Regions from separate parts of the Gossypium hirsutum genome. Here region 1 is linked to region 2. Evidence: chromatin contacts called from public Hi-C data. All regions are on one chromosome and are shown on one strand. Each heading gives the region's core, a stretch centred on a gene start, on an enhancer-like site or on the middle of the called end of the contact. The rest is flanking DNA. Distances are from core to core; before and after follow the strand shown. Region 1 holds the start of LOC107910300 (dolichyl-diphosphooligosaccharide--protein glycosyltransferase subunit 1A). Region 2 holds the start of LOC107908088 (probable serine/threonine-protein kinase PIX13).

Region 1 (4,719 bases), core at 789-3,288, 550 kb before region 2:
ATTCAAGAAAACGTCACGTTGTCACGACGTCAAGTGCTCCCACATTGCAATGTCAACTATGTTGTAGCCCTTCCTCATGTTTGTCTTTAGTGTCATGAATCCCGTAGCCCGATGTCGTGATACTGGCTCCAACTTCGTTCTCGATGCTATTTTTAATTTATTTTTTATGTCATAATTTCCATACTTCATTGTCATGACATTGGCAGCAGTTCCAGCCCGAAGTTACATCTTTAGCTCCCAAATCAACTTGCATGACCACGTAACCTTATTAAATATCAAAATGTTAAAAAAAACTATAGAAAAACATAAATTACTACTTTGAATTTAAAAACACAAATAAACACTTAAATAAGAACCATGATCGTTGTTGATCAATCTGCCAAGTGAGTGTTTTTTTATTTCAAAATGTCATGCCAACAAATTTAATAGAAGAATTTTAATAATATTAACAATTGGACCTAAAAATTTGAAATCTAACAAATGGACTAAATTCCTAAAAATAAAAGTAAATAAACTAATTTTTAAATATAAGAAGAATATAGGGACTTAAAAGCATATTTTTAAAGAAAAAGAAATTTTTGGATTAACCCAATCTAGGCATGCAAGCCTACCTTCATGGTTCAAACTCAGCTCATTAAATGTCCAATTTTCAATCCCGCTATACAAAGTTGGGTAAACTACACTAGTAATCATTAACTATTAGTAATTTTTTTACCATTCAACTATGAAAAATTATAAAATGATCACTCAACTATTTGATTTTTCCTTTTTTAGTCACTAGTTGTTAGATGGCTAATGGAAATATGACATGACATCTTTTAAAATTGGCATGGTAACAAGTTCAACCCTAAATGTTTCTATATTCTATCAATTTAATCTTAATTCTTTAAAAAATAGGTCTTAATGTTTACACATTACCTAAATTTATCCTGTTTTACATGAAAATATAATTCAATACATGATGAGAAAATTAAAATATATTTTTTAAATTCTTATTAAATTAGATAATTCTCAAATACATTGATTTCGTTATACTTTAAATGGTTGAGAACTTGATATCTCTCGATGACAATTAATTCACTTTTTTTGTTTGTTTGAGTTGGTTGCCATTGATGAAGCAAATCGAAGGTTTTTTTTTCTTTAAGTTGTTAGACTTCAAATTAGGTTGAATTAATGAAATGGGTACTTTTTATTTTCAATGAATTGAATTGGCTAGTTTACAAATTTTAGGTAACTTTGTTTCTTGTTGTTGTTCTTCATTTTTCCATTGAGTTAAATGTAGGGGCAATGCCACAAAGGGATGAAGTGAGAACACTCTAAATGCTCATATTTACTAGTGAAATTCATCGCTTGATGTCAGTTTTGGCTATCGATAATGCAAGTTTACTCATGGTTATGTAAACCTTTCAATTTATCCACTCACTAGACTCAATTAAGTTTATTGCAACTTCAACTTTTGGAAGTTGATGATTCAAAAGCACTTTTATTTTCTTTTATATAGTGGGTTAATTGAACGAGTAGCAAGACTCTCTATGTTCGTTGGAGACATTAAAGCTAATGATGACAATAACAAGAGCAACTCAGTTGAATTGACTTCAAATGAATCAAGTACGGATTTTATGAAATTTGTGAAGAGGGAACTGACTATGATTGAGTCATCTCAACTACTAGTATTCAATCTAACGATAGAGAATTAGAGTATCAAAATTAAAGAATGAGAAAAAGTAAAAATGATGATATTAGGTTTTTTTGTATTTCTATTTTTAGTATACTTTTGATCAAATTTAGTTAATATTTTTTTAGTTTTTCAAGTGAGAAAGTCACAAAAATGCAAAAATATTAAATTACATAATATGTAAATATTGATGATTATATTTTTTAAAATAAATTCTAAATTAACATAACGTATAAATGTCTAAAAATTAAAATTATTACTATGTCAGTTTTAAAAGCAGATACGTTATTTTTCCATTAATCTTTAATTGATGGGTGATAAAAAATATATAATGACTATTTTATTATTTCTCATTTGAAAAAAAAGGAAACTAGTAATTGAGGGAATAGCAATGTAATTTAGCCTACAAGGTAACAATAGATTACCAAAAGAGCCCTCCGTTCACTACAGGAACCAGAAACAAAAGGAGTCAACTAGGGGTCAAGTGCAGTAGAGATTCAGTTTCCCGACAATGGAGAGTTTCGGGTTTTGTTTCCTTATGCTTACAATCGCAATTTTGGCATCACCCGCACTTTCCGATCTGGTCCTTTCCAAAGTCGATCGACGCGTAAGTTTTTATCCTTCTCTATTCAAATTTCCCAGCTTTCTAGGGTTTAATATTATTGATAGTATTCCTTGCGAGTTCATTTCTCTGATTGGTTCACGGCTGCTTCTGAAGATTTTATCCATCTGAAACATCATCTCTTGGGTTGATCTGAACTGCTACAATAGTTGTATCTGTAAAGTTTTTATGTTAAAAGCGTCCCTATGTGTTGCAGATATATTTGACATCACATATTGTTCGGATTTCTTCAACTATGAAGGTGCTTCAGTAACACTCACTTTTCTTTTCATTCTCAAATTGCTAATGCTTTCAACTCTATTATCTCTTTTCGGCTTTATTCTTTAATGTGCTGTTATATTGTCCTTTAGGTGGAGAATGCAGGTTCCGAAAAGGAGTCCAAGGTTTTGCTGGCTTTTCCTGAGCAACAAGCCAAAAATATGGCATATTTGATTGCTACTCCACATGAAGGGAAAGGGAAAGGAAAAAACCCTGTTGTTGTTCTCCCTGTTGAGGCTGCCAACCCAAAAGACATGCCTGCTGCTTTGACATTCTATTCAGTATCTTTGCCTAAGGGATTAGCTGAGGGTGATAGCTTCACTTTTGATGTCTTGGCCGTATTTACCCATGCCTTGCGACCTATTCCTGAGCAAATCACTCAGGCTGATATTCAGCTTGTACTATACCAGGATAGTGCACACTATCTATCTCCTTATGCTGTGAAGGTTCAGTCTCTAAGTGTTAAATTGCCTGATTCTAGAATTGAATCCTATACAAAACTGGAGAACACAAAGATTCATGGTTCAGAAATCAAATATGGTCCTTATGAGAATATTCCTTCATTCTCGTACTCACCCATAGCAGTTCATTTTGAAAGCAATTTACCCTTTGCTGTTGCTCATGAATTGGTGAGAGAGATAGAAATTTCCCATTGGGGTAATGTGCAAGTCACTGAGCATTACAAGCTCATACATGGTGGTGCCCAGAGCAAGGGTGAATTTTCCAGGTTACTTCATATCTTTACCTTTTTATGGATTATGGTGAGCACCGTGCCGGGTTGGAAGTTTGTTTCTGAATTATTACTTTGACACTACAGGCTTGATTTCCAGGCCAGACCCAACGTTCGTGGTGCATCGGCCTTTAGGTATCTTGTTGCAAACTTGCCACCAAGGGCACATTCTGTTTATTACAGGGATGAAATTGGCAATATATCAACATCTCATCTGAGGGGTGACTCCAAAAAGGTTATATTGCTGAGTAGGATTTAAGAGCATCTATCATTTGGTAGTTTATTCTTATTGAAGTACCATTTGTCTTTGTAGACGGAACTATTGATTGAACCTAGGTACCCGATGTTTGGTGGCTGGAGAACTGCGTTTACCATTGGATATGGCTTGCCGCTTCTGGACTTTTTGTTTGAGTCAGACGGGAAGCGCTTTCTTAATATCACTTTTAGTAGCCCAATGGTTGAGTTGGTTATTGATGCACTCATTGTGAAGGTTTGTATCACTTCCTTCCCGAGCTTGCCTAAAACTTGTATAAGTACATATTTCAACTCTTACTAAATAGACATAGTTACACTACTTATTTGTCATGATTAAAACATGTCACCAAGTAATAAAATGGGCACTAATGCTGCTGTCTTATTATGAGCTTAGGATTAAGATATGTACTTGTGTGGTATAATTGCAGTCTGGTGAATGATAAGAGTGTTGTTTTCTTAGCATCCTCTTATTGATCTGGTACTTCGGTTGCAGGTTGTTTTGCCTGAGGGTTCTACTGACATATCTGTAGCAGCTCCATTTCCTGTGGAGCAGTGGCAAGAGGTATTAGCAGGCTTATTATTTCTCTTCTATTGGAACTTATGTTGTATAACATAGGGTCATATTTGTGTTGAACTTTGAGTCTGAAGGCTTTGGTTTTTTATATCTAATGTGTTTATGGTTGTATGCAGACCAAGATCTCCCACTTGGATATTGATGGTAGACCAGTAGTTGTGCTAAAAAAAACTAATGTTGTGCCTGAGCACAATCAATTTTTTCAGGTATTCTTCTTTCTCAATTTTCAGTCTGAATATGCACACTGCTTCTAGCATACTAGTGTAATGCCACCGTTCTGCTACCTCCAAACACAGAATATTGGACATCAGGTTTTCATAATCCTATATTTACAGGGTTAATGGTTTGCTGTTTGTTTACCTTTCAGGTCTATTACCATTTCAGTCAACTATCGATGCTCAGGGAGCCACTGATGTTAATTTCAGGGTTTTTCTTCTTTTTTGTTGCTTGCATTGTTTATATGCATGCAGACATATCAATCTCCAAGTCTTCTGCTTCTTATTTGGCTAAACAGCAGTGGGAAGAGGTTAGTAGGATGTTACTATGCAATCTACTTTGCTCACCCAAATCACCATGTACAAGTGAATTGTTTTGTGAATTTTCTC
Region 2 (4,499 bases), core at 522-3,021:
TATATTAAAAAATTAATTATAATTTAATAGAAATTCTAGTAACTATTCATTTAAAAATAATTATAATTTAATTTTCAATTATTACTTAAAATAATTTACTTAAAGTAACTATAATTGAAGTAAAAGTTCAGGTAAATTTTTTTATAATTACAGTCATTTTAAAAAGTGTTTTTAATTTGATATTAGTTTTTTTATTATTTACAAATTAATAGAGTCGGTTTATTGAATATTAAGAAATTGAATAGTAAAAAGTGCAGAGTATCTTGAAAATAGTACAATGTTTTAATTATGATTTAATTTTTTAATATTATTAAAAAAATTATTGATATATTAATTTTTAATATGGTATTTGAAAAAAAATTATTATATGTGAATTGTTAAATAAATTAGCATATTTAAATTATATTTAATTATTAGAATAACAAATTAAAAATTAATTAAAATAAGATATTATTTAAAAATTAATTAAAAAATTAAACGAGTAAAATCATATGCAATGAATGTGCCGTTAGAAACTAATTATATAAAAAAAGAGACTCTTTTTAAATTCCTTTTTATTTTTCTAAAATATTTTCATATTTGAAAATTAAATTAAATTTATATTAAATTGAAAATGGAACCAGTTTGAAAAAAAATTATACTAAAAATTATTTCAAAAACTCGAACTAAAAACTTTATTTAAATAATATACATATTCTCATCGCTTGATTTAGGGTGGGTTTGGATAGGCGATTGGGTATGGTGCGGTGCGTTTAGCCTACTTTTTGTCGCACGCTACAGTATTGCTACAGTATTTAATCTCACCGCCACTGCTGTTTTTACACTAACCGCAGGTAAACGCACCGCCCATCCAAACTAACCCTTATTCTATTTATCTTTCGCCTAATACATTGTCATTCAAAATAAAGTAAAAGATCGGAGGTTTAATGCAGGTCATGTCAATGTAATGAAATGAAAATGAAATTCATCTGAGTTGAATGAGCCAACGATAGGGCCCACCTAGAAGCATAGCATAGGGCCCACTTAGAAGCATAGTATAGGGCCCATCAAGAAGCTCAAGCCATCGGGAGGAAATTGCCGTTGACTTCCTCCTTCATTTTTTTTATATTAATTAATTTTCTATTGCTAGCTGTCATGATGTTTTTGTTTTCAAATTTGGTTAAAAATTAAAATTATTTATTTTCCCTTCAATTTATAAAAAAAATCTTTTAATTTTTTATTTAATTTTTTTCTTTTAAAATTGTGTTGTTTATCAAATTATCTCAAAGTAAATGAAAAAAATTAACGTCGGTTAACTTTCTTAATATGACATTCATGTAGGGTGACACTCTACATGTATTTTATAATAATAATTAATTGATTCTTTTTTAAAATTAAAAATATTAAAAAATATTTTTTTAGAATTTTCATACTTTTTAAATAATTTAATAATTTTTATAATATTTTTAGATTTTTTAAAAAATTAATTAATTATTGAGATGACATCTATGTGTATGCCAATTAAGCAAAGTTAATAGACATTAACTTTTCTATCTATTTTAAAATAATTTGATAAGTAATATTAATTTAAAAATTAAATAAAATGTTAAAATAAATTATTATGGCTTAGAAATTTTGTTTTGGTTTTTGAGCTGGAATTCTGATTTGTAAATTTGTAAGGATAAAACGAAAATCTGAAATTTATATTAATTAAAGACTAATTTTTTATCACTCCAATTGTGATGAAGTCTTGTTGATAAATTCTTTATTAAATGGTAAGCAAATTGAAGAAAAGAGTGTAAAATGGGAGGTTGAAATGAGAAATAAGTGACAGAAACAAGAGGAGGATTTGATTAGTATATAAAACCAAGGAAAAAGTCCAAACAAACACCAAGTCTCCATTATCCCGTTCTCCTCCACATCCCATCTACTTGGTTGCTTCGCCCCTCGTTCTTCTCTTCTTCCTCGAACCTCAAGAAAGCTTTTCTTTTTTCTTTTAAAGTCAATAATCCTTTTGACTTGCTATATCTATTCAATCCCAAAGAAAAGATATCGAAATTGCAAAAAGAAAACAAGTTATCAGACCATATGGGGAACTGCTTTGGTACTCAAGTTGATCATCATAGCCAGCCACCCACCCCAGGTACGTACAAACAAACTTGCCTTGGATTTTCCGACAGCAGCAACCACCCCAACCAAACCAATTCATATGATTGAACACACATGCAGAAGATACGAAGAAGCTAAAGGACAGCAGCAACCAACATGGAGTGGTGCCACCTACAGGAAACAAAGAAAGCGGTGGCGGTGAAGGGAACGAAACAAGCAGTGGAAGAAGCAAGGAGGGCGAAGGAGGAGGAGTTCCGGCCAGTGGAAAGATTGTGAGCACCACCTTGAAAATATTCACTTTGGCAGAACTTAAGGCAGCCACCAGAAATTTCAGACCTGATACGGTGCTGGGTGAGGGAGGTTTCGGTAGAGTGTTTAAAGGTTGGGTTGATGATAAAACCTATGCTCCTTCTAAAGTCGGAGTTGGCATCGCTGTTGCCGTCAAGAAATCTAATCCCGATAGCTCTCAAGGCTTGCAAGAATGGCAGGTATTTTACTTTTTTATTTTATTTTATTTCTTATTTCCCATTCATTCTTACAAACATTTATCAACCATGTTAATTTCATTTTAGGACTCTTATTAAATTCATTTTTATCTTTACTTTTAGTACTTTTAAAAAAAATAAATTTATTTTATTCTTAAGTTCGTGTATAATCAGAATAGTCATTATATGATTGAATGAAGAGGCGTATTTGATAATGTAAACACCAGCCAGCAGAATTATTTTGTTTTCCGAAATATACGGCGCGTGTTATTTTATGTATACTTTTCTATGCTTTTTATAATTTGGCCTCATTTTCCATGAGATAGTTGGAATTTTATTACTGTATGTTCATGCAGGTTTAACACAATTGATTTATATTTTATGTATTCCCAGGTTCTCATTGTCTACTTATTTATCAATGTTAGGTTTAGTTGGAGTATTTTTTTTTCTTTTACACGGCAATAAATCAATTCAACTACTAATATTTAGTCCACTCTTATAACTTATTTTTAGTTTTGAAACTTTTTTGAAACTTTTTTATTATTTAATTTTAAGTTTAAATTTGTAGAAACTTTTTTTTATTTTACATCTAATTATTATAATATAGATAAAATTTTTCCTCATATTATTACATTAGTGATAAATGAGTAGTAAAACTACATCAAATTATGCACTGAAATTTGCATTTTTATGTAAAGAAATGATTTTCAAGAATGGTTGCATATGATATGAATGCTTTGAGATTAAGTTGATTTAGGGAATAATATTGTGTGAGAACAGGCGGAAGTTAAATTCTTGGGCAAGTTCTGCCATCCAAATCTGGTAAAGCTGTTGGGATACTGTTGGGAGGAAAATCAGTTCCTCCTTGTCTACGAATACATGCAAAAGGGAAGCCTGGAAAACCATCTCTTTAGATGTAAGTAATTAAGGAAAAACACACATTGATCTATCATATTCATTAAACATGCTATTTTTCGAGAAGATTAAAGCTTATTTTATATGTAAACTCAATGCAGTAGGCGGAGCAGAGCCTCTTACATGGGAAACGCGGCTTAAAATAGCCATTGGGGCCGCCCAAGGCTTGGCTTTTTTGCATACATCAGAGAAGAGTGTAATCTACAGGGACTTTAAAGCCTCCAATATTTTGCTAGATGGGGTAAATTTAAAGCCACTCTCTCTTTCTCTCTCTTTCTTTTACATAATCACTTAATTTTTTAACTTTATAAAAAAATTCATTTAATTTTTGTTTTTTATACTTTAAATTTATATTATTTATTAAATCATTTCAAAATAAATGAAAAAATAATGTTTATTAAACTTTACTGATGTAACATATACATGGATTATCATGTAGATGTCATATTAAAAATTAATTAATTTTTTAAAATTTTAAAAGAATTATAAAAATATATTTTTAAATATCTTTAATATTTAAAATTTTATTAATTGTTAAAGTAATATACACTAATACGTCACCACACCAATAAAATTAATAATTATTAACTTTTCAATCCATTTTAAAATAAGTTAGACAAATAATAAAAATTTAAGAAAAATTTAAGAGCTATGAAAAATTAGATAAAACTTAAAATAATTGTATTTTTTATAAAATTAGGGAAAAAAATATTATTACATTGTTTTGGGGGGCGGGTGGGGTTTGCTTTAGCTTTCTCATATTACGATAGTGCTAATAATTTAGCTATTAAACAAGTTGATTGACCGCTTTTCAGGCCTACAATGCGAAACTTTCAGACTTCGGGTTGGCAAAATTGGGTCCTATAAATGGCAATTCGCATGTCACCACACGTGTTATGGGCACTTATGGTTATGCTGCTCCTGAATATGTTGCCACAGGTAAATTTACCAATCTTTCGCCCACATATAGCATATTTAGAATGAATTCAAAGGTGGGGTAAAGAGAAGGGT

What was found. A called contact is a pair of places that touch in the nucleus more often than the background predicts.
Region 1: a contact with region 2 is called in a Hi-C map of leaf, with 2.0 times the contacts expected there. The contact joins the promoter of LOC107910300 here to the promoter of LOC107908088 in region 2. A contact is called at or near these places in 2 of 34 Hi-C or Micro-C datasets (callus and leaf).

The regions. Positions count from the first base shown.
Region 1 is chrD02:24,681,856-24,686,574 of Gossypium_hirsutum_v2.1, reverse strand. It overlaps LOC107910300 (dolichyl-diphosphooligosaccharide--protein glycosyltransferase subunit 1A), which reads left to right and starts at 2,038. Exons shown (of 10, transcript XM_016838110.2): 1 at 2,038-2,282; 2 at 2,494-2,538; 3 at 2,648-3,282; 4 at 3,373-3,520; 5 at 3,599-3,775; 6 at 4,034-4,102; 7 at 4,231-4,320; 8 at 4,482-4,640. The coding sequence starts at 2,187.
Region 2 is chrD02:24,128,009-24,132,507 of Gossypium_hirsutum_v2.1, reverse strand. It overlaps LOC107908088 (probable serine/threonine-protein kinase PIX13), which reads left to right and starts at 1,771. Exons shown (of 6, transcript XM_041088683.1): 1 at 1,771-2,122; 2 at 2,209-2,576; 3 at 3,354-3,489; 4 at 3,590-3,729; 5 at 4,304-4,427. The coding sequence starts at 2,068.